Regions from separate parts of the Mus musculus genome. Here all the other regions are linked to region 1. A link is a contact called in public ChIA-PET, capture Hi-C and promoter capture Hi-C data. All regions are on one chromosome and are shown on one strand. The core of a region is the stretch at or near the end of the contact, and the rest is flanking DNA. Distances in the headings are between cores, read along the strand shown.

Evidence for each region. ChIA-PET counts read pairs in DNA pulled down with a chosen protein or histone mark. Capture Hi-C pulls out chosen DNA fragments and counts their contacts.
Region 2: a contact with region 1 is called in a promoter capture Hi-C map of adipose tissue, with 5 times the contacts expected there. The contact joins the promoter of Ift27 here to the promoter of Mfng in region 1. A contact is called at or near these places in 3 of 39 promoter capture datasets (the 3T3-L1 cell line, liver and neutrophils), 2 of 115 datasets of contacts at active chromatin or transcription factors (large pre-B cells and pancreatic cancer cells) and 2 of 9 other capture datasets (adipose tissue and liver).
Region 3: a capture Hi-C map of embryonic stem cells shows a contact between it and region 1, with 2.4 times the contacts expected there. The contact joins the promoter of A730060N03Rik here to the promoter of Mfng in region 1. A contact is called at or near these places in 3 of 39 promoter capture datasets (the 3T3-L1 cell line and maxillary cranial neural crest) and 2 of 9 other capture datasets (adipose tissue and embryonic stem cells).
Region 4: a contact with region 1 is called in a promoter capture Hi-C map of liver, with 3 times the contacts expected there. The contact joins the promoter of Ncf4 here to the promoter of Mfng in region 1. A contact is called at or near these places in 6 of 39 promoter capture datasets (the 3T3-L1 cell line, hippocampal neurons, liver and 2 more), 1 of 115 datasets of contacts at active chromatin or transcription factors (memory CD8 T cells) and 2 of 9 other capture datasets (adipose tissue and liver).
Region 5: a contact with region 1 is called in an RNA polymerase II ChIA-PET map of memory CD8 T cells, with 6 read pairs. The contact joins the promoter of Maff here to the promoter of Mfng in region 1. A contact is called at or near these places in 2 of 115 datasets of contacts at active chromatin or transcription factors (memory CD8 T cells and pancreatic cancer cells).

What each region holds. Positions count from the first base shown.
Region 1 is chr15:78,772,053-78,774,752 of GRCm38.p6, reverse strand. Mfng (MFNG O-fucosylpeptide 3-beta-N-acetylglucosaminyltransferase) reads left to right here and starts at 1,308. Exons shown (of 8, transcript NM_008595.2): 1 at 1,308-1,735. The coding sequence starts at 1,481.
Region 2 is chr15:78,172,767-78,175,466 of GRCm38.p6, reverse strand. It overlaps Ift27 (intraflagellar transport 27), which reads left to right and starts at 1,386. Exons shown (of 7, transcript NM_025931.3): 1 at 1,386-1,698. The coding sequence starts at 1,665.
Region 3 is chr15:78,117,401-78,120,100 of GRCm38.p6, reverse strand. It overlaps A730060N03Rik (a long non-coding RNA gene), which reads right to left and starts at 1,306. Exons shown (of 2, transcript XR_875456.2): 1 at 1-1,306. Cacng2 (calcium channel, voltage-dependent, gamma subunit 2) reads left to right here and starts at 821. Exons shown (of 4, transcript NM_007583.2): 1 at 821-1,420. The coding sequence starts at 1,210.
Region 4 is chr15:78,243,432-78,246,131 of GRCm38.p6, reverse strand. It overlaps Ncf4 (neutrophil cytosolic factor 4), which reads right to left and starts at 1,321. Exons shown (of 10, transcript NM_008677.2): 1 at 1,045-1,321. The coding sequence starts at 1,076.
Region 5 is chr15:79,346,080-79,348,779 of GRCm38.p6, reverse strand. Maff (v-maf musculoaponeurotic fibrosarcoma oncogene family, protein F (avian)) reads right to left here and starts at 1,260. Exons shown (of 3, transcript NM_010755.4): 1 at 1,026-1,260.

The DNA of each region.
Region 1 (2,700 bases), core at 59-2,558:
GGTGTCCTTGGGCTTTGAGGTTAGAATTTCACTTACAAAAATGTTCACTGTGTGTGTGTGTGTGTGTGTGTGTGTGTGTGTGCGCGCGCGCATGCAATAGCAAGAGTGCACTGTGTATATAAGGTTCAGGAGCCGTTCTCCCTTTTTGTCATGTGGGTCCTGGGAATCAAACTCAGGCAGTCAGCGTGTCAGCAAGCTGCCTTTTCTGCTGAGCCCTCTCACCTCTCACCTGCCCCGAGATCCCTTTAAGGAATTTGCTATGGTGATGCACACCTGTCAGATGTGCATGCACACAACTTGCTGTGGCAACACACACAAGGCCAGGGAACAACTTGCTGGAGGGGGCATGTCCCTGGGAATTGAACTCAGGTCCATCCACAGGCTTGGTGGCAAGCACCTTCACCTGCTGAGCCATCTTGGAGTCCCTCACCATCATTTCGTAAATGATAGAGGTATCTTGTCGACAGCCATACAGCCAGGTTGTGGCCCTAGCTGGGATCTGAACCCAGCCCCAAGCCTAGGCTTTTCCTTGGTGGCACTGTTCTGAGGAGGTGAGCTGTGAAGGGGACAGGCTGAGGCTGACACCTCATTGTCCTAGTGCTCCAGGAGCCTTTAGCAGGCTTAGATCCATTCACAGCCACCAAGCACTTTCCTGTGCTTAATTAACATAATTAACAAGTATTGATCAAGTGCCCAGTATGTACCAGGTACCGTACTGGGTTCTGGATAGTCAACAAAAGAGAATACCCCCTGCCTCAGTAGTATCATAAGTAAGACAATAAATATGTAAAATACACCATACAGCAAGAAGTTAGAAGGGTCTAGGCTTGGGGGCTGGGAAGGAGGGCTGTTTAAAATGGGCAGGAAAAGCCTCATGGCAGAAATAATGTCTGTGTAAAGATTCAAAGAAAGCAAGAATCTAGGCAGCATGCTATGGTGGGCATGGCCCTGTGATAGATGTAGGCCTGATGCATGGTGGATGATGGGAAGGGCCAGCAGGAGGGAGAATGAGCCAGGACCTGAGGCTGGCTGGACAGGATCCTGGCTATTCTAGGAGCCAGAGAAAGGACTGTGAGGCATAGGAAGGCTGGAGTGGCTTCTTCCCACCTCGTGGAGGGTTTGGTGTGGCTGCAGCAGCTGGCAGGGCCCTGTGCCTCTTCCAGTGGGTGGCTCCCAGCAGCTGCCTCTGGGGCTTCCCAGGCCTAGCCCCGCCCCTCGGGCTGAGGCAGGGGCGGGGCCAGGAGCTAAGTGGCCCGGAGGGAGGGCTGAGGAGCAGGTGGCGGGCTGGTGGCCTCTGCCGGCTGGCAGGACGGTGGTGGCTCAGTCTCTGGGTCCAGAGACCCAGCTTCCTCCTTTCCCGTTGGTGTGTGCCCCCGATGCCTGCCAGACTTTTGCCTGTACCAGGGCCCCCTCCTGACCAGCCTCCCACCCCAGACTGATTGGGGAGTCGGGGGCTGAACTGTCTGGGGGCCTGCTACCAATGCACTGCCGACTTTTTCGGGGCATGGCGGGAGCCCTCTTTACCCTCCTGTGCGTGGGGCTCCTGTCTCTACGATACCACTCAAGTTTGTCCCAGAGGATGATACAGGGCGCGCTCAGGCTGAACCAACGGAACCCAGGACCCCTGGAGCTGCAGCTAGGCGACATCTTCATCGCAGTCAAGACTACCTGGGCCTTCCATCGCTCCCGCCTGGACCTGCTACTAGACACGTGGGTCTCCAGGATCAGGCAACAGGTGACAGGCGGGGGCTGCCTTGAAGTCTGAGAGAGCACTCCTGGCTGGGGGGCTCCCAGGGGTCTTCCTGGTGGTCTGGGGAAAAGCTGACCACCAGGGAGTGGTTCCTTCTGGGGTCTCTCCACTTCTTCCGTGCCCACCCCCATCCCCACTGCCACACTCCAGGGCCTCCTTAGACTCACAGGTCTATCTCTGTTGGGTTCCATGTGGCACCTCTGTCCTAGGCTCCTCTTGGGTCCCCCTCATCTCCTAGATTCTTGACCCTAACTTGCCTGAAGATTCTGGTGGGTGTTAAGGTGAAAACCCACCAGGACCGAGTAGCTGCGCACCTCAGCTCTGGGCATGGATGGGGCTGTGTGAGGCAGGGGTGTGATGTGGATGCTGGAGAGACATGGAGGTGGGGCCTGCTTGAGGGAGGCTTCCTCTCAGTTCCTGCCCTGCTGTGCTGCCCAGGGTGTGAGGGCCCTGTCTAGCTTCTCCGTTTCCTGTGCTGTGGTTGGGATGGGAGGCAGTGGGTGAGGTCGTGTGGGCTGGAGGTCAAGGTGAGGGGAGATCTGCCAAGGCATATGGAATGTGTGTGTGTGTGTGTGTGTGTATACCTGTGCTCATACACAGGGCTAGGCATGCTAAATACAGTAATAAGAAGGCATGAGAGTAATGAGTGTGTTTCCTGAAAGCAGAGTCTCTCTCCCCATACTCAAGACCCCATCAAGCAAAGCCAGGGATGGGTGTGGGTATGGGGGGCATTGGGGACCACGTCAGGGGAGGTAGCAGAACTCATGCACTTGTGCACACACACACTATGTCCCCATGGTGGCTGCTGGCTCTGTGAGCGGAAGTGACTGAGCCTTTGGTGGGGAGGCCAAGGAGAGGAGGTAGTTTAGTGAGGGAGAGGTGGGGGTACCTGAAAAGGATGCCCTCCCCCTCCCCGTTTCCTGGCATAATGTCCGGTACAGGCATGAGTT
Region 2 (2,700 bases), core at 137-2,636, 600 kb after region 1:
GCGGTAGACTGACTTCCAGGCAGCTAGGATGAGAGTCTTAAAGCCCACACCCACAGTGACACTCCTACTCCAACAGGGCCACACCTTCTAATAGTGCCCCTCCCTGGGCAGAGCATATACAAACCATCACAGGTACCTAATGTGATGGGCTATGGGGAGGTGCCTGGGAAATGGAACCTAGTTGAAAGAGAATGTGACTTTGGGGGCATATCCTGGGAACTATTTCTTCCTTTCCCAACATGAGGTGGCTATATGCTTATATGCTGTTGTTGTTATGATGGTCAACCAAATGGCCAAACTAAACCTTTCCTCCTTTAAATAGTTTCTCTCCGGTGTTTTGCTACAGTAACAACGCCCCGATGCATGGACACTCGCCTACTTCCTGTACCCATGAGTTGGTTTCTATCTTCAGAGTTCCAGAGGTTACATGCCTTGCAGAGCCATATCCCACTTAGTGGCAAAGCAAGAGGGGCTCCCAGGAAAGTCAGGTGGCATTTACCCACCCTCCCCTCATGAGGGGCAACACCAGGATAGCATCCATTCACCCATAACAGAGGAATCCGACTGAGAGAGGCGTGTCCTCCCATCCATTAAGATATCACGTCAAATTAGGCCTATTTTAGATTTTAGTTTAATTTAACTGATACATAACATAAAGTGATATATAGTTACATATGGATATACTGTGTGAGTTTCCATCAGGACCTCGCTCTTTCCCCCTTCCGGAAGGTGCACAGCACGGGTGCTGTCCGCAGTTGTTTGCTGTGCAAGCATGCAGGGCCTTCCTGTCTTCCTCACTGCTCAACGTTGCACATTTTTCCCTCCCCGCTATTTCAGTTTTTAGGGTTCATAACATGCTTGGGCTTTAAAGATGGCATTTCGATTCTGGACGTGAAGCAAAGGTTAGGTCTCCAAATGTTCTTTGCACCCGGGGTCGGGGAAAGATACCAATAACATCCAGGACCCGCGACAGCAGCTTCCTTTACTGCGCAGGCGCCATTTCAGCGGCGTCACCCCTCTCAGTGTGGGCGAATCCATTCCCAGGAAGAAGGGGCAAGGTGCAGCGAATCCCAAACTCTTCGCGATGGTTAAAGCCATGCTCTGGCCAATCAGAAAGCCCCATTAATTCCCGCCTCCGGCTGCATCCTGGTTGGGCTGCGTCTCCAGAGACGCTAGGCGGTGCCCAGCGGTGATTGACAGCATCTAAAGCCATTGGCCAAGCTGAGAGCAGTTAAAGAGCAGAAACCTCTCCGCTTTGTTCCGCGAAGGGAACCGGTTTTCCCCGCCTCCTTCTTCTATTGGGTGCCTGGGGTCTCCGAGCTTTTGAGAGCAACCAATCAGGAGACAATATGGAGGGAGAAGGCGGGTTGATGATGGTTGCCAGGAGCCTGTTTGGCGCGACTCTTGGGACCAGAGGACTAGTGGTTGTGTCTCAACTCTTCTTTGGGCCGGGTCTAAGGCTGGACTTGGAACGGGTTCTGCTCCGCCCCACCGGAACCTTTGCAGGCTGCCTGGGGCCTGAAGCCCTCCGTCCACCCAACCCTAGCACCCGGGCCATCATCCATCCCTCCATCACGGCCTCAGGCCCTGGTGTCAGCTGTCCCCGAATCCTAACCCCCTTTCAGCGTCCCCCACCCCCACGTCTCCGCTAGTACCTGGTTACTATGGTGAAGCTAGCTGCCAAATGCATCCTGGCAGGTGAGTGCTATATGTGTTTGAACGCGTGGTCCCCAGAGCCCTAGCCGTCCTAACTCGGGCGGTTTTGGTTCACCATCGCGTCCACTCTCTGTCTCCCTTAGGAATGGCTGTAGTGACCAACAGCAGATTCTAGAAGGCGCGCGGGGCGGGGGAATGGGCTCCACAGGACACTCCCCCCACCCCTAGGGCACATTTGTAGATGCAGCTGTGTCCCGGTCTCCCTCCCATATTTTGAGACTACCTTCACCAGATAGACTTAACAAACTTGAGCGAAGTACAAGCATGGACTTGTCAGGGGTCAGCGTTGCTGGTCCCACTCACTCTGATGTCAGGAAGATGGGGTGGCGCATCTGAGAGCATTAACTTAGAGATTCCCCGGAAGTAAGATGTTTATTATTGTTGACTGTCAGGGAAATAGCCTGCACAGTGCCCAGAGTGTGGATGAGTATTATATAGATATATACAGAGTGATCTGGTGGTGCTCACACTCGTGGGCTTGCCTTGAGCCAGTCTGAACATTCGGAAGCCTATATGCTTAGCTTGTAGTCTGGTTGACAGCTGAGCACATGTGTCTACCGAGGCGACACTGCAGCCAGTGTCATGTGGGGGTATTTCATTTAACCCTTTTGCCACAGCGCCCCCAGGTAGCTTCTGTGATGTGACCTGATGTGACCGAAGCCCTGAGTGGTGTTGCCATGGGTGAACCCCCAGTGGAAGTCGTACACCCCATTCCCAGATTCGCCTGACTTCTGCCTGTGGGTCAGGAGTGTTGGCTACTTCTTATTGTGACAACTTACTGGACCGGAAGTTGGGAGTTTATTGTGCTCACGGGTCCAGAGGACTGCCCATCATGGTGAGGAAGGCATGGTGGCAAGACTGGGAGGCAGGCTGGCCACGTTAAGTCAACAGTCAGGAAATGGAGCATGAGCCTTGGCTCTCAGCTCTCTTTCTCCCTTTTATTCAGTCAGGGGCTCCAGCCTGTAGAGTGGTGCCACTCACCTT
Region 3 (2,700 bases), core at 57-2,556, 650 kb after region 1:
GACGACAGAGGCCCCGTGGCCAGGGCCCCACTCCTGGCCGGCTACAGAGCGCAGGGAGCGCACAGAGTGGGGGAGTTGTCCAGTTCAGCACCACGGCGACGCAGTAGGTGGGCGCTCCTGCTCCGAGAGCTGTCCAGTCCAGCACCGCGGCGATGCTGTAGGTGAGAGCGCCCGGTCGTGGGGAGCTGTCCACTTCAGCACTACGGCGATGCAGTAAGTGGACGAGCCCGGCCGGGGTGAGCTGTCCGTTTCAGCACCACGGCGATGCTGTAGCTGGGAGCGCCTGGCCCGGGGCTGCGCGGCCGTGAGCGGGGGAGGCGGGCGGGCCTGCCTGCTGCAAGACGCCGGCTAGCGCGCCCCATCGCTCGCTCGCTCGCTGGCTTCCGAGGAGCTTTGCGGATCGGGGGAGGGAACCCCGCCTCGATTCTCCGGGAGAAACCCCCTCCCTCCCCCACTTCGCCGACACTACCCCCGCCGCCAACAACAATAACCGCGGCTGCTCGTCCTGCCGCCACCGCGCCCGCCAACCCTGCTGCCGCTGCCGCTGCCGCCGCCGCCGCCGTTACCGCCGCCGGGGCACAACCATGGGAGGCGAGACCCCCTCACCGGTGCAGCTGAGCTCGAGGGCTTGCAGAAGACTGGGCAGTCTCCTCTGAAACGGAGGCGCCTCGAGGACCCCCTCCCTCCCCAAGGAAGAGAACTGGCGAAGCCACGGATTTTCATGGCGCAGGCCGCAGAGCCGCGAACGAAGACCGAAGGTTGCTTCCCAGCTCTTCCAGTCTCTAACTGTCTAGGTCCGGACCATGAGAGATGGTGTTGAGAATTCGGCTGTACCCTGGCGCGCTGTGGAAGCCATCTCCAAATTAGCGATCACATATGGAAACTGGAGACCAGAATTTTAGGAAAAGAGATTAAGGCATCTCACTTGGGGGGGTGGGGGGGTGTCTTTTTATTTATTTTCCCTTTTTTTAAAAAAATCGCTGCAACTGGAACAGTTTTTTGATCTCAAAAGGCAAGCCTCTCTTCCCGTGTGATCTTTATAATTTACACACTTTTCCGTGAGCTTTCTTATCTCCCTTTTTTTATATCTCTCCATATTCTCTATTCACACATATATCCATTATATTAGTAGTGGAATTACCAATCGCACCCTCACACACACGCTCCTGAGAACCAGAAGTCGGTTGGGTGTTTATATAATGAAGAATTATGGGGCTGTTTGATCGAGGTGTTCAAATGCTTTTAACCACCGTTGGTGCTTTCGCTGCCTTCAGCTTGATGACCATCGCTGTGGGAACCGACTATTGGCTGTACTCCAGAGGGGTTTGCAAGACCAAAAGTGTCAGTGAGAATGAAACCAGCAAGAAGAACGAGGAAGTTATGACCCATTCCGGATTATGGAGAACCTGCTGCCTCGAAGGTATTTGATTTCCAACCTCCTCCCCCTTCCCACGCCGCCCCTCCCCTCCACACCCCCCCCCCCGCCTCCAAATAAGTCCCCTCCACATTCCACCATTTTCCCACTTCACTCCCTCCGCCGCTGCCGCTGCAGATCAAGGTTGACTGGGTTAGTTTCAGAGGAAAGAAAATCAATAAGCAGAACCCACACTCTCTACTCTTTGGCTTCCACCCCGTCCTCCCAAACCTCCTCATTGGAATGATCTATGGTATGGTGAAAACAGGAAATTGTCTGTAGAGTTCAGATGTGCTCTGGATGCTTTGGAGTCCTTAGGGTTTGCCTTTGGGTCTGGCTTTGCCACCTATGAGGAGGGAAAAATAATTGCTTCCCTGTGTGCTGCTCAGCCTTTTGCAATGAAGGATTCAGAAAAAAATGCTCTTCCTCTTCTCTCGCTCCTCAAAAGTTACAGGCCCAGCACCATCTGCAAGTCTCCCTTTAAAAAAAGAAATCTGTTGTTTCTAAGAATCCTTATTTGGTAGATTCTAATTATTCTAGGAGCTCAAGCCGAGTTCAAGAGCATTTCGTAATGTCTACGAGCCCCGCGTACCATTCGAGGTGGCTGGCTGTGTGTATGTGTGTGTTTTTAACGTTTACGAAGTCTAAAATGCATGTGTCTCTCACAGGAAACAAGCCCAAGTTCTAATCAACAGCGGTCACTTGCGGGTTAGACCGAGCGCTGATTTGCTTCCACGCAGAGTGACATGTCTGTCACCCAGAAGCAAGTCGAGTCAGCACTGTGCAGGCAGGAGGCGAGGGCATGGAGAGGTTGAGGGGTGGAATGGGAAAAAATGGGGTGGGGGTGTCAGCTGTTGGTCTTGATCTTGCAGAGTCATTGGGGCATGTGCGCCGCATGTGCTGTGGGCTGAGGGGCTCCCACAATGTAAAGGCCAGGACACTAGGACATGAGGAAGGCATGTGCTTTTGGGATACATTAATAAACACAAGAGGGGGGAACTCTGCAGGTCATACAAGCTGCATTTAGCCACAGACTTTAATATGAAGGAGTGAATTTGCATAGCTATATCTGTCTGTGTGCAAAAGCCACCTATAGGAAGACAGACAGAGAGACACATATGCCCCTGTATGGAAAGAGGCTTGTATGTGTTCCACTGATGTGAACCAAGCCTGGAGGCCCTTTGAGGTGGCATCGGGAAGTGAGCACTGCAGAACTGTTTGTTAAGCTCAACATGGGATGGTGCTGCAGGGAGTTGGGGCCAGCAGATGGGGGAGAGGGCAAAACT
Region 4 (2,700 bases), core at 72-2,571, 530 kb after region 1:
ATGCAGCCTTACTTAGCACCCCAGTAACACTCTCTATAGCTATGGAAGGACCCCCACCCAACACTAACTCTTGTTACAGACAAACCTCCTCTGACCTTTGACCTACAGGAATCCCATCCCCTTTTCCAGATCCCACGAGTGCTTTGCTCACACCTGGGTCTTGTCAGTCAGACCTGTTCTGGTGACTCTCAAGCAGTTCACATGGACACTTGGCTTCCTAACGTTGCTTTCTGCTTGATCCAGGGGACGGTTCTGTCATTTGGGTCTCCACATGCAGATGGGAACACAGGGCTGTCTCCATAAGAGACACTGAGCAAGTGCTGACTGAATGAGGTGGCCGGGCTTGGGGCCATCAGGTCTCCTTGTCCCTACCTGTATAATGTCAGCATTGTCCAAGATAGATCTGGGTCATTTTTGAGCTCTTAGCAGATGTAGTGAGCTCTCAGTGTGTCCCAGGGCTGTTCGGCCTCCCAGAGACACAACTGTGATCCAAAAAACTAAAACACCCTCAGAGCAGGCAGAGCAAAGACCCGGCCCCCAACATTGTGCCAAGCATCTAAGACCTGTTCAGGACAAGGAAGTGGAGTGAGGGGTCAGACGGCAGAGCCTGGGCTATCTGAACCTAAAGATAGGAAAACGCAGAGGCCAGTTTCAGTCTGAAGGGCAGATGGAAGAGCCGCTCCTGATTGCAGTGTGGAACCAGGAACCCAGAACCCAAGCCTAGCACCCAGGACACCTCTGCTCCCAGGCTCTGCCACCCACTCACCCTGTGGTCCTTGGCCACATCCAAGCCACTCCCCATTCTGAGCCTTAGGCTTCTTACTGGTGCATAACACTGCCGACCTACTAAGTCAAGGTTCTAGAAACATCTGCTGGAGCATGCAGCTCCTGCAGTATCATTCAGCAAGACCTTCAAATTTGACTCTGTGCTGATCCACTGATATCAGGTGACAGGAGGGACAGCCTCTTACTTCCCCATACCCACCCCCCAGGCCTATTGGGATCATTGAGAAAGCCTGGCAGGGAATAGAGGCACACTCTCACCTCTCTGATCGCAGCTGCTGGGCCAGGGCCATGGCTGTGGGTAGTCAGAAAAGCAGATGGATGGGGGCCTTGCCCAACCAGATCCAGGCCGAGTTCACCTCTCACTTCCTCCTATGTGCATCTGAGAGCTTCCTGAAGCTTGGGGTGTCCCCAGGGGCAGCCTTTGAGGAGGTCCCGCCCTGCCCAGCTTCTCTGGACCCTCCTTGAAGTACCTCCTTCAGGCTTTGAGCTGCCTGGCCCTCACACGTCTTCTCAGCCACTTCCCAGCTGCACAGCAGTTGAGGAAGTGGCACCCTTGGGTGCTGGGCTTGCGTGAGGCCACTGGCTTTGGGGATTTCCTCAGTGCCTGTCTCTGGTGCTGAGCTCCACCCACCATAGAGCAGTTTTAGCCCTGGGTAGTCCATCAAGGACACTTGTGGACTTCCTCCTCAGGCTTCTTCCTGAATCCCTTTCTCAAGCATCCAAGACCTGCCATTCATTCCTAAGGTCTGGTGGAGATAGTGCTTTTTCCAGGAAGCTCTCCTGGTCCCCCTCCCTCTTATACTAGGAAGTCATTGTTTTATGCCCCATCTGGGGCTCTGGGCTCTGAGATACCACATTCAGCTCTCCCAGAGCTTCCATCCACACAGAGGCTCTCCTTACAATCTGCCTCCACCTCCCTACTCAGCTCTCAGAAAAGCCCCAAGCCCCCGCTGCTGGCTTCAGAATCCCCAAGGCCCCGTGGGCTGCCTGCTCTCCCAATCTCTCTTCCCTCATTGCCACCACATTCCCAATGCTCCTCTCCTATCTCCTGTAGGTCTCAGCTCAGAAGCTGCCCTCTAAGAAACAAACCTGTCCTCACCAGACCCTCCCTGCCACTCTCCGGGCTTTTCCTGCGGCAAGCTCTCACCAGCGGGGTTCCCTACCCCAGTGTGTTCCAAACGTGTGTTTGTGTGTTAGGCTTCTTCCAGGCCAGCACTACGCTGCGGACACCCAGATTATGTGAGCAGAAGGAGGAAGTTCTTCGTCAGCTCCTTCTAATGCTTGGTTCTGTAGGGAGCTCTCCAAAGCCTACAGTGAGGATGGGCCCAGCAGCCCAGAGAATGTCCCCCAACCCCCAGCTCCACTTGATGGTATGCTAAGACAGAAGGAGAGATGGCAGCCTGCCCAGCCTGCCTGAATCAGGCTCCTATCTCCCCAACTTTGGAACGTGGCTGTGGGGACAGGGCTTTCCCCCTGAGGAATCTGGAACGGCCTATGTTTCTCACCTTAAATGGGGCTGGATTGGAAGCAGTCTCAGACTCCTCAGGATCTGGCTCCAAGAATATAGAATGTTTTAGGATCCTTACTTTAAAATGTCCCCCCTCCATCCTGTCACCCTGAAGGGATCTTCTGGCCCTGACCCAGCCCAGAGAGGATGAACCTAGAGCTCCCAGGATAGAGTCTGCCCAGTGAGAACTGCCCTCCCCGTGGCCAGGCAGGGCATGGGCTCCTGGGGAGACAGAAACGAGGATGAAGAAAGTCACAGGAGGGGACAGGAAAGTGGGAGAGGGACACTCCACCAGTGACTGCATGTTCATCAAGGCCTTTGCACTGCACAGATAGATCAGGGTGGTAGAGGAACGTAGAATGGACGGTCTGACCTACTCCCAGCACACAGAAGTACCGCAGTTCACA
Region 5 (2,700 bases), core at 11-2,510, 570 kb before region 1:
GGAAGGGGCGGGAGAAAAATTCCAGACCTGGTGTGACCACCGATCGGTCTACACAGAGGTCCAGTCTAAGGAGTCCAACCTGAGGAGTGTGACAGTGGGCCTCATGCCATCCTCCTGGACCCAGCAGGTGCAGCCTCAGACACCCAGACCAACCACAGTCGCCAACAGAATAGTCCGGGAGCCTTGTGTTCTCCAATCTGTCACAAACTTTCTGGCCTTGCCTGTTTCTCCTGAGACTGGAAGAATGGGACAATCCAGGGGTGGACAGTCCATACTGAGCCGGAAAACTTGGGGCTAAGGAAGGACTCCCATGTACTAGGTTCCCAGATCCACCAGGTGGCCAGGAGAAGACTGGCTCGCTAACCTCTGCTCTATTCTAAGCTGCAGGCACCCGCGCTGGGCGAGGAACAAACACTGATGTCACATGGCTCCAGCCAGGGGAAACTCCAGAGACAACAGGGACCGGGCAGTCCCGGCTGGTGGAAAGGGGGAGGATGACGGAGGGTGGAAGGGGCGGGAGAAAAATTCCAGACCTGGTGTGACCACCGATCGGGCCACTTCCTTCGCTCGGGTCCTTATTCCGCATTTGCTCCAGTGGACACTGGTGCGCACCCACTTCAAGATACACTGGGCTAGTGTCAGTCTCCAAGGAGCGCGTGCGGCCACACACACAAACACACACCCCGAAGTACACCGTGTGCACGCAGCCCGCAGAACTCAGGACGCTCCCCAAAGAACACAGCCGCACGCACGCCACCGGGAGACGTAAACAAACCGCGCACACAAGGTGCTGGGCGCGGCTCCAGGGACTGTTCTCACCGAGTCACGTACGTGCACGCCCCGCCCCCGCCCCCGCCCCGGCTTCCTCCGGGGCCCGCGCACCGCCTCCCAGCCAGCCCCTCGGAGGCCCCTCCGGGAGCTGATGTTAAGGGGGCGCCGAAGGGGCAGGAGGACCACGCGCCGCCCAGGCAGGACCCGGAGCTCACACTTCTGGAGCTCGGTCCCCGTCCCTGACGCGTCCTTACCGCTCTCCGCCAGGCCCGGCGCTCAGTGCGTGCTTGTCGCGGCTGTCGCGGTGGCGGTCCTTGGCCGCTCTCGAGCCCCACTCCTCTCCGATCGGGACCGCAGTTCACTAGGAACCCGGCTCCGCGCAGCGCCGCTCCGAGTTTTGTTATGGGGCAGGCGGCGAAGGGGGCTGGAGCCGCGCGCAGTTGTAAGGCGAGCTTCCCGGAATTACTCACGCACAGGATTCCTTTCATTCATAAAAACCCAGTCATGCAGTGACGTCACCGCCCCAGCCGCCAGCAAGCCCCAGAGCGGCCGCCTGGAGCCGAGACCCCGCCCACGCCCGAGTGAGGCGCCGCCCCCAGTAGACCCCGCTGTAGGAGCCCACAGCCAGAGCCGCCACGGTTCTCCGTGCTGGGACTGTGTCCTCTGGATGCATTCACGTGACACCTCTGGAGAACGGCGTGGGTGGAGGTGTCATTTGCTTTGCTTTACAGTTCACTGTCTGGCCTCTTCTCTCGTCGATCTACATCCTTTGTCCGGATGACCTCATCCAGTCTCGTGGTTTTAAGTGCCTTCTCTGTACCTGTGAACCGTAGGTTTGTATTTCCGAAGCCACAGCAATTGCCTACCCCTGGTCTTCACGTGGTGTCGGCTCCATATCTTCAACCCTACCTCCACTCGCCCCAGGGACGCTTTCCCTGTGGGTCGATGTGCTTGCTTGTTACTAAACTCTGATGCCTAACGTTCAGACCCCACAACTTCCAAGGTGGAAGGAGACAATGACTCCAGAAAGCTGACCTCTGATCTCTACGTACTTAGAGCGGTGGAATGGGTCCATTCACACACAGACACATAACAAATAAGTGAATTTAAGGAAAACACAAGTTATAAGAAAAAGGTGTTCAAAAAATTTACCTCTGAACTCAAGTTCTCAATTCTAGAAAATACACAATCCTGTTCACCACCCTCCCCCACCCCCCACACACCCTTTTCCTACCTTCTAGAGAGCTGAGGCTGTGCCTGGCAAATAGTAGGTGCTCAACTAATGAAGAAATCCAGTAGACCTGTATGACAGTGAGGACCCCATGTGGCTAGATCCATCGCCCACATCCTCAGCCTAGGAGAACAGGGAGCCAGGCTTCTGCATCCACACCCTACTGCCCACAGAAGTCGATCTTTTGGTAATGGCCAAGCAATGTTGTGCAATGCTGCGTTTAGCAGTGGGGTTGGCCTTCTCACACTGTCTTTCCAGTGGCAGAGTCATGAGACGCCCCGCAAAAAATGGTATCCTGGGAGAAGAGGCTTCAGAGCTCAAGTGGCTGGAGGAGAGAATGATTTGGGATCTATCACATCTTTTTATCTTTCAGTGAGATCTTTGCCCATGTCACTGATCTTTCTGGTAAGAGGGACTGGTGGGTAGAATGAAGGTGAGAGAGCTGAGGCCTCCCTGTTGGCTGTCCTGCCAGACTGCACACTGTCACCCCCTCTACCAAACTCTGAGTCACAGGATGAAACAAGGCTACCAGACCCAGGACCCGTGAAACCTCGGAGTTCTTGCTCACTTGAGATGAAAGGGGAGACCGGTTGAGGGTGTCACTTCCATCCCCTCTGACAGCCTGCAGAGGAAGGCAGGTCAGTGTGGGCACTTGTCTGGACCCTGGCCTGCTCAGGTTACTCTTTGTTTGATAAGCT